Linked DNA regions of Sus scrofa: region 2 is linked to region 1. The links are chromatin contacts, called in public Hi-C maps. All regions are on one chromosome and are shown on one strand. The core of a region is the stretch at or near the end of the contact, and the rest is flanking DNA. Distances in the headings are between cores, read along the strand shown. Region 1 overlaps EXT1 (exostosin-1). Region 2 overlaps EXT1 (exostosin-1).

Evidence for each region. Hi-C and Micro-C count contacts between places; a contact is called where the count stands out from the background.
Region 2: a Hi-C map of liver shows a contact between it and region 1, with 2.2 times the contacts expected there. A contact is called at or near these places in 1 of 5 promoter capture datasets (liver), 16 of 47 Hi-C or Micro-C datasets (alveolar macrophages, embryonic fibroblasts, epiblast stem cells and 8 more) and 2 of 2 datasets of targeted methods (alveolar macrophages and skeletal muscle).

The regions. Positions count from the first base shown.
Region 1 is chr4:20,872,853-20,879,570 of Sscrofa11.1, reverse strand. All of the region lies in intron 1 of EXT1 (exostosin-1), which reads right to left. Among named protein-coding and RNA genes, the nearest start is that of EXT1, 230 kb to the right of the region's middle.
Region 2 is chr4:20,802,281-20,808,998 of Sscrofa11.1, reverse strand. The region is part of intron 1 of EXT1 (exostosin-1); the gene reads right to left. Among named protein-coding and RNA genes, the nearest start is that of EXT1, 160 kb to the right of the region's middle.

The sequences.
Region 1 (6,718 bases), core at 2,646-5,145:
GGTGCTACCCACTTAGCCCTCAGCTCAGAGACCTGCTGGGCACCCTTTGCTAAATCTACTTGCAAGCTCATTCATAATTTACACAAGGTATCCAGGCATGGAAGCTAAGACATAAATCATTTATTGACAAAGGGACCATTTGTCATTTTAAAATAATTATGTTTCTTTAAGCAAACCGACAAATTCCATCTTCCCCAATTTACTTATTGAGCCTTACAGGCAATGTTAAGTCCTGAGTTGTGTGTGTGTGAGTGTGTGTGTTCTTCCTAGAGGAAGAACCAAAAATGGGTGTGATGCCCACATCTCCTTCAGGTGTCTTGCAGCCAAGGTGTTCTCCAAATGCTGCAAATCTGGTCATCGTTACATACACGAGGAAAAAGACATAGTCAAAGCTGGTGTTAAATCACAGATTTTAACCTGCGGACACGAGTGTGAAACCCTTCACTTCAAATTTGCAAAGCCCACACGACAGAGTGTGTGCAACCCTGATGAAAATTTAGACACTAGAGATGCAAAAGGTGTGCTCCACATGCAAACCATGCTTTAGTGTTAATTCTCTTGCTGGCAGAATAATAATGTGTAATAGAATCTCCAGGCTCAGCTGCTTTTAAAGAGGTTGGCTGGGGAGCATTAGCAGTGTGGGGCATTAGCACGCACTAAGGGTGCAGCCACCTGATGCAACCAGTAGATGGAGCACATCCACATGGCAAGTGTCCCCACTGAACTTGCCTGATCAGAAAGGAGAATAGGTCCTGCTTCCTCCTCCTCAGCTCCCAACCAGATGGGCAAAAGGATACCAAAGAGAGCAAAGGAGAACATGGCTCAGCTCTAAAAGGCATCTGATTATCTCCCTGACTTCTCTTCCGCTTCCATTACAAGATAAATAAAAGGGGTGGAGACGAGTGGAATGGGGGGTGTAGGGGGGAATCAGGGTGGGCCAGCTCAGAAGAAACCCACCTTGAATAAACTCAATAAAGCACATCAGCCAGCCAGTCACTTACTCTGGAGAGATACTTACTGAGTGCCTACTATGGGCTGGCACTTCGCCAGGCTGGACACTGGCTCTACAACAGGGGTTCAAACAGAAATGAGATGTGCTCCTAGGAGTTCTTCACCTGTCACGGGATATAGACCCTGAAGAAATGCAAAGGGTCATTTGCAGCTACACACCCTCATAGGACCTAAAGAGCAGGGGGCCTTAGCATGACTATGGAGGTCAAGACTGAGTCACGCATGCTGGTCAGGGAAGCCCTCTTTGAAGAAGCAACTTTGACGGGGCCTGAGAGCTGAAGAGAAGGCAGCTTCCTAAAGAGGGGGTGGGGAGTTGGGTCTGTCTGTGCAGAGCTCCAATAATCTGGAGCATTCCTGACATGCTCAAGGAACAAGGGAAACCAAGCCAGTCTGGGTGGTGGTGGAGGGGGAAGTGGTAGCAGAAGAAGGATGGTAAACAATACAAGCAAAGTCACTGTTCTGATAGGGCAGTGGGGTCCCTGGACGTGGTACATGCTCAAACCCTCCAGGGCAAGAACACACACAAAATTACATAATGCTTAATTTTCCAGGTGCTATTTGAAATCCCTTATGTGTATAATCTCCATTTACTTCTCAAAATAACCCTAAAAAGTAAGCACTGTTATTGTTTATTAACACCCTTCGAGATGAGGAAACGGAAGCACGAAGAGGTTCAGTGACTTGCCCACAGTCACATAGCTACTTACGTGCCATAGCCTAGATGGAACCCCTAGTCCTCTGAATCAGAGGGGCATCCTCTCAGCTTCTATAAGAATTCTCAGAAGCATCATTTTATTATGATGATTCTGTATGACTATGTATATTTTGATATGAGCATGATAAGTTTGGTTTTTTGGGGTTTTTTTTTTTTTTTTTTTTTGGTTTGGGTGGCAGAGACATAGGGCCCAAATAAGAAATCTACAATTTGGCAATGAATATAAGGCCAGACAGACTTATCCTATCCTGGTAATCAAGCACAATTGTGTACCCCAAGTCCTGCCAGATGCCAGCTTCCTCTCGAGTCTGGGTTCTGTACCCAGGCTCCCCAAAGGGCTGTAAATCAGTGGCGTTGGACAGCTCCACAAAGTTTCAAACAGATGTTCATCCTGTGCTTACTCGCCCAGGCTCCAGATGGCTCCGGGTCCCGGCTCCTTCCTCCCGCAGGCCCTCAAATCATACTTCAGACATGTCAAGAATGCAGGCTGAGGAAGGAGGATGAAAGACGTGGACCTGCTGGGGTTCTTTAAGAAGGTCTGTAGCATCCGGCAGTATTTCATATACCCATGGAAGGAGCGCAAAGCCAAATCAGCATAAATCACTGCCAGCCTTTACTACCTGGATACAATTTTCCAGAAGATGAAGTTGTCATACGTGTGGCGGAAAAAGTTTCTGCTGCCAGTCAGCCAGGGCCTGCACCAATTTATTCCAACCTCTTCCACTGGCAACCAGTTGCAGAGGATTTTGCTACACTGACACAATAGCAAGACAATTCCATACCTACCCATCCCCTCAAAAGGGAGGAGTAATGCTGAAAATATGCCACCATTCCACCAAAATGTTGAAAAAGGAAAAAAAAAAAAAAAATCCGTAAGGACATGTTTCAAACCTAAAGCAAGACCATAAAACCTGTTTTAAACAATTCCATTCTTTCCCAGTCCAAGGAACAGGTTTACATATTTTTCTTCTCCCCAAATTACAAGCATCCTTGACATGATCAAGTAATTGGTGCACACGAACGCAGAGGACAGCGCTGTGGGTTTTCTTTGGGGCCGTCTGCAGAGGTTTCCTACTTCCCTCTCTCTTCTCCAAGGATACAAGGACCTTTCAAAAGACAAGAAGCTGGGGGTTCTTTTATAATTTTCATGCCTCTAGCATTCACTATTTGTCTGCATAAAAGATGAACTGCCATGACGAAAGCCCAAACGGACATCTGAGAGCCAGAATGAACGGCCTGAGAGGTGCTGGCACTTCTCTGTCCCACGCAAGCCTTTGCTGAGTCCCGCTGGAATCCCTTGTCCATTTCACTTCCTATTTCTCTGCCTTTTCCTGGAGCCCAGGAGGCTCAAATCAAACCTCGCTTTATCCACAAGCAGTGATAAAGAGGAGCCTATCAGATCATTTTCCCTTCAGTGGTATCTAGGCTTTGTGATTACGGAGCAAGAAAAATATCTAATGGCCTTACTCAGAAATGACTTCCTTTTGTCTTGTTCGTTAGGAAAACTTCCTCTATTTCTTTCATCCCTTTTGGACCCTAGGAGGACGGAGTATGAAATACCCATTGTTCCCTATCTACCACAGTCTACAGACAGAGATAATTATAGGTAAGGTTATTTATTTCTGACTGTCAAAATGCACAGCAAGGCTTGCAGGGAGCAGGTATTCGAAATGCAGCCTATCTAGGGCTGATGGCATTAATCGTATAAATCGTGTAAATAACCAGGTGCCTGTACACACCGAATGTCTAGAAATGCATTTGGGCTGACAAATGTTTACACTGAGTTATATTGCTTTAATTTACCCTCAGTGGGAGGGGGCGTGGGCAGAAGGGGTGGGCCATGTCACATTAATAAAGGAAGGGGGTGTTGCAGCTTTTCATTCCGTACAAGTTTCCCTTCCTTATATAAATCCCAAATGTCCCCAAAGTTAAGTCGTTTAAAACTGACAACTAAAAACATGGTATTCAATTATAAATAAAATATACTTTTCATTTAAGTAGTGACCCTATGGCACAGACGGCTGATGAAAAAACGGGGGACCAGGGAGGTTCGGTCATTGTTCAAGGTCATACAACGGGTGAGGATCACACTGGCCAGGATCCGTCCAGCTCCAGAGCTCAAAATTAACTGCTACCGAGGGCCACGGCTTTGCCTAACTAGCCAACTATGTACCAAATATTTACCCAATGGAGGGAACGCTATCAATCCTACTGCCCCTTAGAAATAACCAGAGGTGGCTGGTGCTCAGGGAAGCCAACTTTCAGGTATAAGGGGTAATCATTTATTCAAAACCCGGCTTTCAATCAACATTACATAAACCCATATTCTTATCCGTTGTTGGGGGGGGGGTTATTTCTCAATAGTACATGATTAGCCATTCTTGGAAATGATTCTGCGGGCTGGCAGAAGTTTTTTGTGGGTCGGTAGATCTTTCTGAGACTATTTCTAGGCTGTATGAATCTGTGTCTAGGAATTTGTTTCCGTGGCCTTCCAAGACATGAAGTGCATTTTTGCTTTGTTCACAGATAACTTTTTTCTTACTACTTGGCAATGAAACCGCTTCTGAAAATACAAATGACCCTGAAAATGTCCCAAGGGCATTCAGTTTACTTTCCTTACCTCGAATCCACTCCTCTTTTAAAAAGAAACCTTGGGGAAATTTATAGGCCAGAAAGATGGGTGGAAAAAATGATGTTATTTAAATGCAAAATCATTCCATTGCTCTGTGTGTGTGTGTGTGTGTGCGCGCGCGCATGTGCGCACACGCGTGCGCACGTGCACACGATGGGAGAGAAGGAGGAAAGTTGAAACGGGAAGTGGGGGGTGTTGAGGAAAATGTCCATCTCCATGGGAGATTCAATTTGGTGGCTCCATGGAGACAAACCAATTAGTATGGATTGTCAAGGTGTTTTGTATGAGTTGGCTACCTGCCCATTAAGAATTGGAATGGGATTAACTAGCTCATTCCAAACACTCCACCAGACAGCAAAGGGTCATATGATAATGACTTTCAGTCACCAACACCATGGCTGGCTGGATGGAAGGCTTGGAGTTTTACCTTTAACACTCTTCAGAGACCCTCCCTCAAACCTACCCACTTCCTGTAAACATATCTTTTTCTTTTCTTTTTTTTCCCTTCCCCGCCTGGCTTCAATTTTTTAAAAAGCTCTTTGCTAATTGGGCGGCTGTATGTTCATTTGAACATAAACACACTATTAACCAATCAACCCCGTAATAACCAATTTGTCAGCTCTACCATATCTATTTGCTGGCCTCCTCTACCGACAATCTTCAAAGCCCCGTGGTGAAACACACAACCACCCACTTGCAAGTTTAATTCTACCTGAGGTTCTAGAACCAGTCCATCTCTGAGAGAGAAGCCCAGAGAAGCTTGGGCTCAATAGCCAAGGATTCAGCATATAACCAATGCCATTAGCCCTTTTAAGTATTTGTCTCTACTTCCTATAATGGGACTTTTCTGTCTTTCAGAAACCAAGTCCATACTTAATCTTCCAGGCTCAGGAACTTGGCTCCAAGGACCACCACTAGCCAGCAGCACCTCTGCCCACGCCCTTCTCTAGGCAAATAAGTTGCTCTCCCTAGACCAGGTCTAGGGAGAACCACCTCATAGAAGATGGCCCACGGTGGATTTCAGCCCAAGCATATGAGGCATCCCTGTGGGTTCAAACGCTAGAGGACTGCTGCATCCTTCCCTGCATCCCTTTCCCCTCTGCGGAGCTACCCAGCCCCTTTGGCATGGGTGGGACTGGTCCCCACTCCTAGCCTTAGAGGCAGCATGTGATAGAAGCATAAGCCATCAGCACATCAGCACATCCCTGGGCCACAATTTTTTAGGTATGGTGCTAGGAATCATTTAAGCCAATGTAGCTGCTTCCTCTGGTCAACTTTTAGTCGATGATGAGAGTCAATCGATAGAGGTAGGAAGAAAGTATGTATATCCTTCCACACATCCTCATTACCAAGTGGTCTCTTACAATGAAAACATGTTTCAGAGCAAATCCTAGAGTCCTGCCAACATACACCCTAGCCCAAGAAGCAGGGCCTGACACCAGTGTCAGACTGCATTAACGCTGATGGGAGATAGGCCAGCACCCTCCCAACAGCTTTGCTCCTAGACTTCTTCCACTTCACCTGCCCTGGGGCCGGCAGGTCCTCCAAGGTGCCAAGGGCCTGCCAAAAATCTCACTTTTTGCACAACTCTGTGTTCCCTGATGTGTGAGTTCTACCTGGCAGGCTGGACCTCCTGCCAGCATCCGCAGGCCGCCACCCCAGTGCGTAAATCTTTTCTCCAGGCCCTGTGCCTTCCGTCTGCTCTGTGAACCCAGCAACCTGTCCATGCCTGGCTCCACATCCAGAACAATGGGCAAGAACTTAAGAAAAGGGATGCAAGCTGCCAATCCACAGCCTTCCAACAGAAATTCTAGGAGGTGAAGAGCCTGGGTCTTGCCCATAAACAGCAGCTTGTCTCTTCAACCCAGAGGATGGGAAGGACGAGCCATCGGATCATCCCCGAGTCAGGGCTTGGCTAAGAGCAGCTCAGGGCCCAGAGTGGAGGATCCTTGGAGACAGTCTGATCTTGAGTGTATGATGAAGTCAATCACCAGAAATGTTGGCAATTCTCTGAAACATATACCCCCTCATAAACCATGTCTGGAAATTAAAATAAAACAAACTTAGTTTTATTTCTTCCCCCACCCCCTGGAAATATTGGCCCTGACTGAAGGACAGCACAGCAGGGAATGATGTCTATTTTCAAAATAATGTTTCATTTTATGATATCCTTATCTCCCTATCAAACGTAAATACCACCAGTATATAGGTTTCTGATTTTAAAATAATCCCATTTGATCAAGTTACATTTTAAGGACTACTGTTTGGAAAAAGAAGGTAAAGTTTAAATAATTTTGTCATAAATATTCTCTTTTCCCTCACAGTATTATATAAATCTAAGTTATATATATATATAAAAA
Region 2 (6,718 bases), core at 2,064-4,563, 70 kb after region 1:
TTGTTTTTCCTCCTGCTTGCAGAGGATCATACTAGCCTAAGATATTCTCTTTCCTGGAAGATCAGCTCCTTGTCATGAGAAAATTCTGCCAAAATGTGTGACCACCAGTGAGAAGACAGATTGAATATGTAAAGAGTTCTTAGAAAATAAGAAATAAAGAGAAGCATGATAATAGAACATTTGGCAAAGGACATCAGGAGGCCCTTCAGAAAAGGGGAGTTAAAAAAAAAAGCCTATGGTCAATAAATACAGGAAAAGATTTACAACTTCACTAGGAATCACAGACATAAAAAATTAAGGCTAAGCTTTGGAATGGATAAGCAATGAGATCCTGCTGTATAGCCCTGGGAACTATATCTAGTCACTTGTGATGGAGCATGATAATGTGAGAAAAAAAGTATGAATATATGTATGTGTGACTGGGTCACCTTGCTGTACAGTAGAAAATTGACAGAACACTGTAAACCAGCTATGATGGAAAAAATAAAAATCATTAAAAAAAAATTAAGGCAAGGGATTATTTTGGTCCAACAAATTGGCAAGAATTTTTTTTCCGATACCAGCAAGGGTGGGGGCAAAGAGACACTTATAAAACCACTGATGAGAAAGAGAATTGGAAACAGGAAGTCTTCTGTGGAGAAACAGCCAAGGAGGTATGTAAAGAAATGGCTATGCTGGAGTTCCCGTTGCAGCTCAGCAGATTAAGAACCTGGCTAGTATCCACGAGGATGCAGGTTTGATCCCTGGTCTTGCTCAGTGGGTTAATTGTAGCACAGGTCACCGATGTGGCTCAGATCTGGTGTTGCTGTAGCTGTGATGTAGGCCAGCAGCTATAGCTCCGACTCAACCCCTGTCCTAGGAACTCCCAAATGCAGCAGGTACCACTGCAAAAGATGGGAAAAAAGAAAAAAGAAAAAAAAGAAAAGAAAAAGAAAGCAATGGCTATGTTTACTGTAAGCACAGTACCAGTTACAGTAACACATACTACAAACAAGCAAATGGCCAATGGTAAGTCCTTTGATAAATTACAGCCCATCTACGCCAAGAAGTACTACATGGCCACATACCAAAAAAAGTTTACAGAAGTTTTATTCAATGGAATGGAAAACTGCCTATGGTAGACTGTTGGGTAAAAAAAGTTAGGAAGCAGTGAGGCCAGTTAGTAACCCACTGAGTGAGGCCTTGTGAAAGAAACTACGTGTGTGCACGAGCCCACCTACAGACTAAGTATCCGGCAGAGATCACAATCAACAGGCATATCTGAGAGGGAAAATGACAAGTGACGTTTATTTTTATTGTTGATATTTAGTACATGTGTAATACTGAATTTTGTTTCTAAATGTTTGAAATAACCTGCTGGGGCCAGGAAGCGGGTGACTAGGGTACGCTATCCTCATCTCCTTGGACACTCGGCTGGTTCTTTGGGCCTCGTCTTCCGAGTGTCCTTCCTGCTCTGGATGCAGGGCCTATGCTGAGGGCGCCCCCAGCAAACCTCACCAAGCTCTATGGCCTCATCCCCACTGTCTATTGCCTAGGTGACCATCCCACCCTCTCCTGGCTGCTTGGGTCCAAGTGCACTTCTTAGAAACTCCCTTCATTTCTATATAAGGGATATAAGGGAGAAGTAATGCATAAAGGGAGTTGGGGGTGTGGCTTTTATCAGTTGATCTTCCTCCAATTCTACCTTTTCTTCCAGGGAAGGAAATGATGCAGGGAGCACAATGCCCCCGAAGCCGCATGTGATCCTGGCACTGGGTTACTTTCAACTGTCCTCTTTCTACTCTTTGGAACTTTTTTTTTTTTTTTTTTTTTTTTTTTTGGTCTTTTTAGGGCTACACCCATGGCATATGAAGCTTTCCAGGCTAGGGATAAAATCAGAGCTGTAGCCCCTGGCCTATGCCACAGCCACAGCCACGCCAGGTTCACGCCTTGTTTGCAACCTATAGCACAGCTCATGGCAACGCCAAATCCTTAACCCACTGAGTGAGGCCAGAAATTGAACCTGTGTCCTCATGGATGCTAGTCAGATTCATTTCTGCTGAGCCATGATGGGAACTCCCTCTTTGAAACTATTGATTTGGTATTTCTTTCCCACTTGATGACAGTGAAGTAGTGAGCATTCATTAGATGACAGCCTTGCTCTGCTATACCTACGATGCCCTTCAGCTTCTGCTTAGAAATGGCACACACAATCAGTGGTACAGCAGAACCACTCCACGACTTTTAAGTTGGAAAAAATTCACATCCTGGTTGGAATACCTCCCAGGAAAGAACACACATATTAGAAGGACAGGCAATTTTTATTGCTGATACTATTTCTACGTTTAAACCTACTCCCCCAATTCAAAGCACAACAATTACTACTGATTTCTTTTTAATAACTATCGCCATTCTCTGCAGGCCAAAGGGCAGAGAGCTCTAAAAGACAGTATCCTGTCCATTGTCCCCAAGTTCTTGATGAGGAAACTGAGGCTTGGAGAGGTCAACAAACTAAGGTCACGCAGCTAGCAGGTTGGCTGGGTGAGAAATGGATGGCAGAGGTCCCATCCCTGTGTATCACTCACCTTCCCTTAATCAAATCCTCAGCCCTCCCTCTGCGAGCTCCACGTAGGCCCTTAGAGACCCTGGACGTTCCGCACCCCCACCCCCAACTGGACTCCAAGGCTCCCCTCAGAGATCATTTGGACATTGGGGGCCAAGTTTAATGGATCTGGAGGACCCTGAGGCTCTTTCAGATGCTGGACTTTAGATTCTAGCACCACAGAATACCTGCCATGTGCTGGCTGATGTAGACGTTTCTCACATCCGTTTGAGGAAATTGTAACCAAATGCTAAAAAGTGTGACTGCGGTTTAGAGGGAGTCTGTCTTAACCTGGACTTGTCTGTGTGGCACACGTGATGCTCCTGTTTCCCCTTTGGCATTAAAACCTCAGTAGTGATGTTTTACCGGACATCAAGGCTCTGAGCAAGAACCAGTAAAAGGGAACGTAAAACTCCAGGACACGGGAAAGCTGTACCTAAATGCTGTGCGGTGCTGAATCCTGGCACCCTGAGTACCCCCGGGGCCTGTGCCTGAAGCCGGTCCCATGGGAGGAAGGTACAGACAGGCCAGGGCCTGCAAAGACACAACCAGGGACTTGAACAACCCACAGAAGCCGGCACGTAACTCGGGATCATACGGGAAGCAGACGAGAAATTTTGTCAACAAAGAGCTGAGCCTTGGCAGGAGGACGAGGCGTGGGCCTGCAGCTTGTCTCAGCAAACAGGCATCGATCCAGGGCAGGGTGGGAGGCCTTGGGCATCTTAATTACTTACGTCTCTCGTTCCCGTGTGGACTTCGCCATTGGCCCTCATGCCACTTGGCACAGTCCCGAGGGAGTTTCCACCACCCTCTTTGGGGAAAGTAAAACTTACACTGGGGAATGAAAGGGAATTGCCTTCTGGCCCCTCCTGGATAATGCTTCCTCCTTCCTCCTTCCACACTGCTTCATGAGCTCTTCATAGAGGACACCATGGATGGCTCTGAAGCCAGTTTTAGGACATTTATGGGACGTCTTTTTGAAAAGTACATGGGCTACCTGAGCCAAGAACTGTTATAAAGGAAGCTCCTAAGCTTTAATCAGAGATCTGTTCTGTCTTGTTTAAAGGGACCATAATAAGTGATTAATTCTACTGAGGATTTGCAGGAGAGGAAAAGGCAGGCACAATTATACACAGAAATGCTTAATGCACATAAACTAGCAAATAAGCCACTCTTAGGGGGAAATATACTTGCTTGCCAGTGATAGAGGGGTAAAAGGCTCTGTATTCAGTGGCCTTGAGATCTACCAGTTAGTTCAGGGCTTAAACACATAAATTATGGTGGGCATTTATCCAGAGTCACACTTTCTCTGGATTTCTTTTGAGATAATGTTTATATGAAAAATACACAACCGCATCTTATAATTTTCGGCAATCAGCTGCTATGAGTTCAACTCAATTGCCTCTACTTAGAAGGGAATGTTTTTCTCTCAAGTGTGGTCACAGTCGATTGTCTTCGGAGAGCATACATCATCACTGAGGTCTGAAACTTTCTGGGGGTGATAACTTGTTCACCACAAACCTCCTCGTGTTTGCAGGATCCTCCACGAAGCAAACGGTAGAAGTTTCCTAGGTAGTTTGTGCCTTGATCATTAACTTAAACGGCATTTTGCTTGGCCCATGAGAAGCGTTGCCCAAAGAACAATTGTGATAGAGACGGAGTAAGCCTGCTCATACTTAAGGAGCTCAAAAATCTACTGGGGGAGAGAAGATGAACCAGAAAGAGCAAGAATACAATCCTTCCTATTAGAAGCAAAGAGAGAGTAAGTAATTATACCTGAGTGATTAGCCTAAGTTGTGCTAGGAAGGCAGAAACTTAGTTCCACTTCGGAGGTCAACCAAAGCCCCCATTCCACCCCCCCAGGCCTCTCATTTGAAGAGGACTTTTCCCAGCCACCCATCAGTAGAATGAACAATTGGAGGTGATTTTTCTTTTCTTTCTTTCTTTTTTTTTTTTGTCTTTTCTAGGGCCGCACCGGCGTCATATGGAGGTTCCCAGGCTAGGAGTTGAATTGGAGCTGTAGCCACCGGCCTACGCCACAGCCACAGCAATGCGGGATCCGAGCCGTGTCTGCGACCTACACCACAGCTCACGACAACACTGGATCCTTAACCCACTGAGCAAGGCCAGAGATCAAACCTGCAACCTCATGGTTCCTAGTCAGATTCGTTAACCACTGAGCCAGGATGGGAACTCCTGGAGGTGATTTTTCTGTCCCCCGTGATAGTTGAGGGAATACCTATATCCTCCATCTCCCTCACCCAGCAATCAATCAACCAGCTCTCTGAGAGCTCGGGGAGGCCCACCTGCTTCCAAAAATAATTTAAGGGAGCTTACAAAACACTCAGATGCCCAGGGCAATTTAAAAAATGAAAAGATATATCTAAATATATATCTGGTAAGAGGGGCGAGAGAATAATGCTCTAGACCAGTAACAAACCAGTTGGCCTTCCTGAGAAGCACCAAATTTGGTTGAAAGTGTTGTGGCAGCCTCAGTGGGGTTGGGAGGAAAATCATTCTAACCTTCCTCGCCTAAAACAAAGAAGCAATAGCACTTCATGAGAAGGTGACTTGGGTTACTCTTAAATGACAGGGAACAAAGTCACCAAATGTCCCCACTGCTCAAGAAGCAGTTTGGAATAGCTACGTCTGTGGATTGTGGGCTGCAGTGAGAAGCTGAGGGAACTTCTAGATGCTTTCCCTGTGGAAGCTTGTGATCGTATCTTTTTGCATACACTCGCAGGGTTCCAAGGACCTGGGCTGAATACTTGCTAAGAGTGTTCTCTAACACTTAAATTCACTTAAGAAACCCTCCGTATTTATTCTTCACTGGAGGCATAAAAGGAGTCACTTGAAGCCAGACATCTTGAAGTAACCCTCTGATGAATATGGCTTCTTCCACCTGCCATTCCAGCCAACAATGGCTTATAACCATAAATCAGAATTGTTCCGCGTGAAAGAAGCTTTAGTAAAACCCAAATAATTGGTCTTGATCTTGTTTTTCTCCATCTTTATCTTGGGACCTGCTGGCACTCGTATGGCTGAGATGTTTTCCCTGTTTAATCTACTTAGGTTTTTGAGTTGCTGGTTTTGAATTCTTGGCTTCCACATATTCTGCATCTTAAATTCTCCTAATTTACTGTGTAATTAAAACACCCATGCACATTTGTTCTCAATTAATAGAGACAAATTATTCCCCAGTGGAAGACAACTCTACTCCAACTTGGAACTGGAAGGGCGGATACGCCTGAATTTTAAATGTTGTCTAAGGACGCTAATGTTTTGTTGAGTATTTAAGAGCCAGGTCAGTGTATCGTTGGGAGATAAAGATCTCAAACTCTCATTCTCACTCAGATGATTCTGCAAATCCCCAATCAATTTCCTAATTATTTTAAGTATGTCAGCAATTTGTATATAAGATCGTCATCAAAAGCAAGAGAAAATTAATCTGCGTAAAAGAGAAAGCAGTTGGACCTGGCTAAATCATATTTAGGTTGAATAACAAATATCCCTTTGAAGTCAAGGGATCCATCATAAGGCTATACTCTTACAGCTTCAGAAATACTTAAGAGCATTGGAAAAATCACAGTGACCCAAAGAGACAACTGACATATTTATAAATTGCAGGTAAATCTATGTCGGCACCTGTTTCTTTAAAATTAGATAGATAGATAGATAGATAGATAGATAGATAGATAGATAGATATAGATAGCGATAGATAACACATATAATTGGTCTATACACATATAAGACACACACACATATGAATGACACAACCATCAAGGTAGAAAAATCTGAACATTTGGAAGTCATTCTCTTAGTCATGGAGAAAAAAATTACAGAATGGACTGAGATTAGAGTTCAGCTATTTTATGCATAAGTAATAACACCTCAGGAAAATCCCCAATAATATAAAACTCAAGCTAGTTTATGTGGTAAAGACTTCAACCTGGTAGGAAAGAATTCTTTCACTCATTAACACTTCGTGGGGATGTTTAGAAAAAGCGAAGTAGTGACTTATTCTTAAGGATCTGCTAATCTGGGAAACTGTGTGAAATACTACACTTAAAATACTTTTTTCAAGCCCAGATCACATCCGTAATGAAATTATGCCCATTTTGAAGACAAGGTAACAG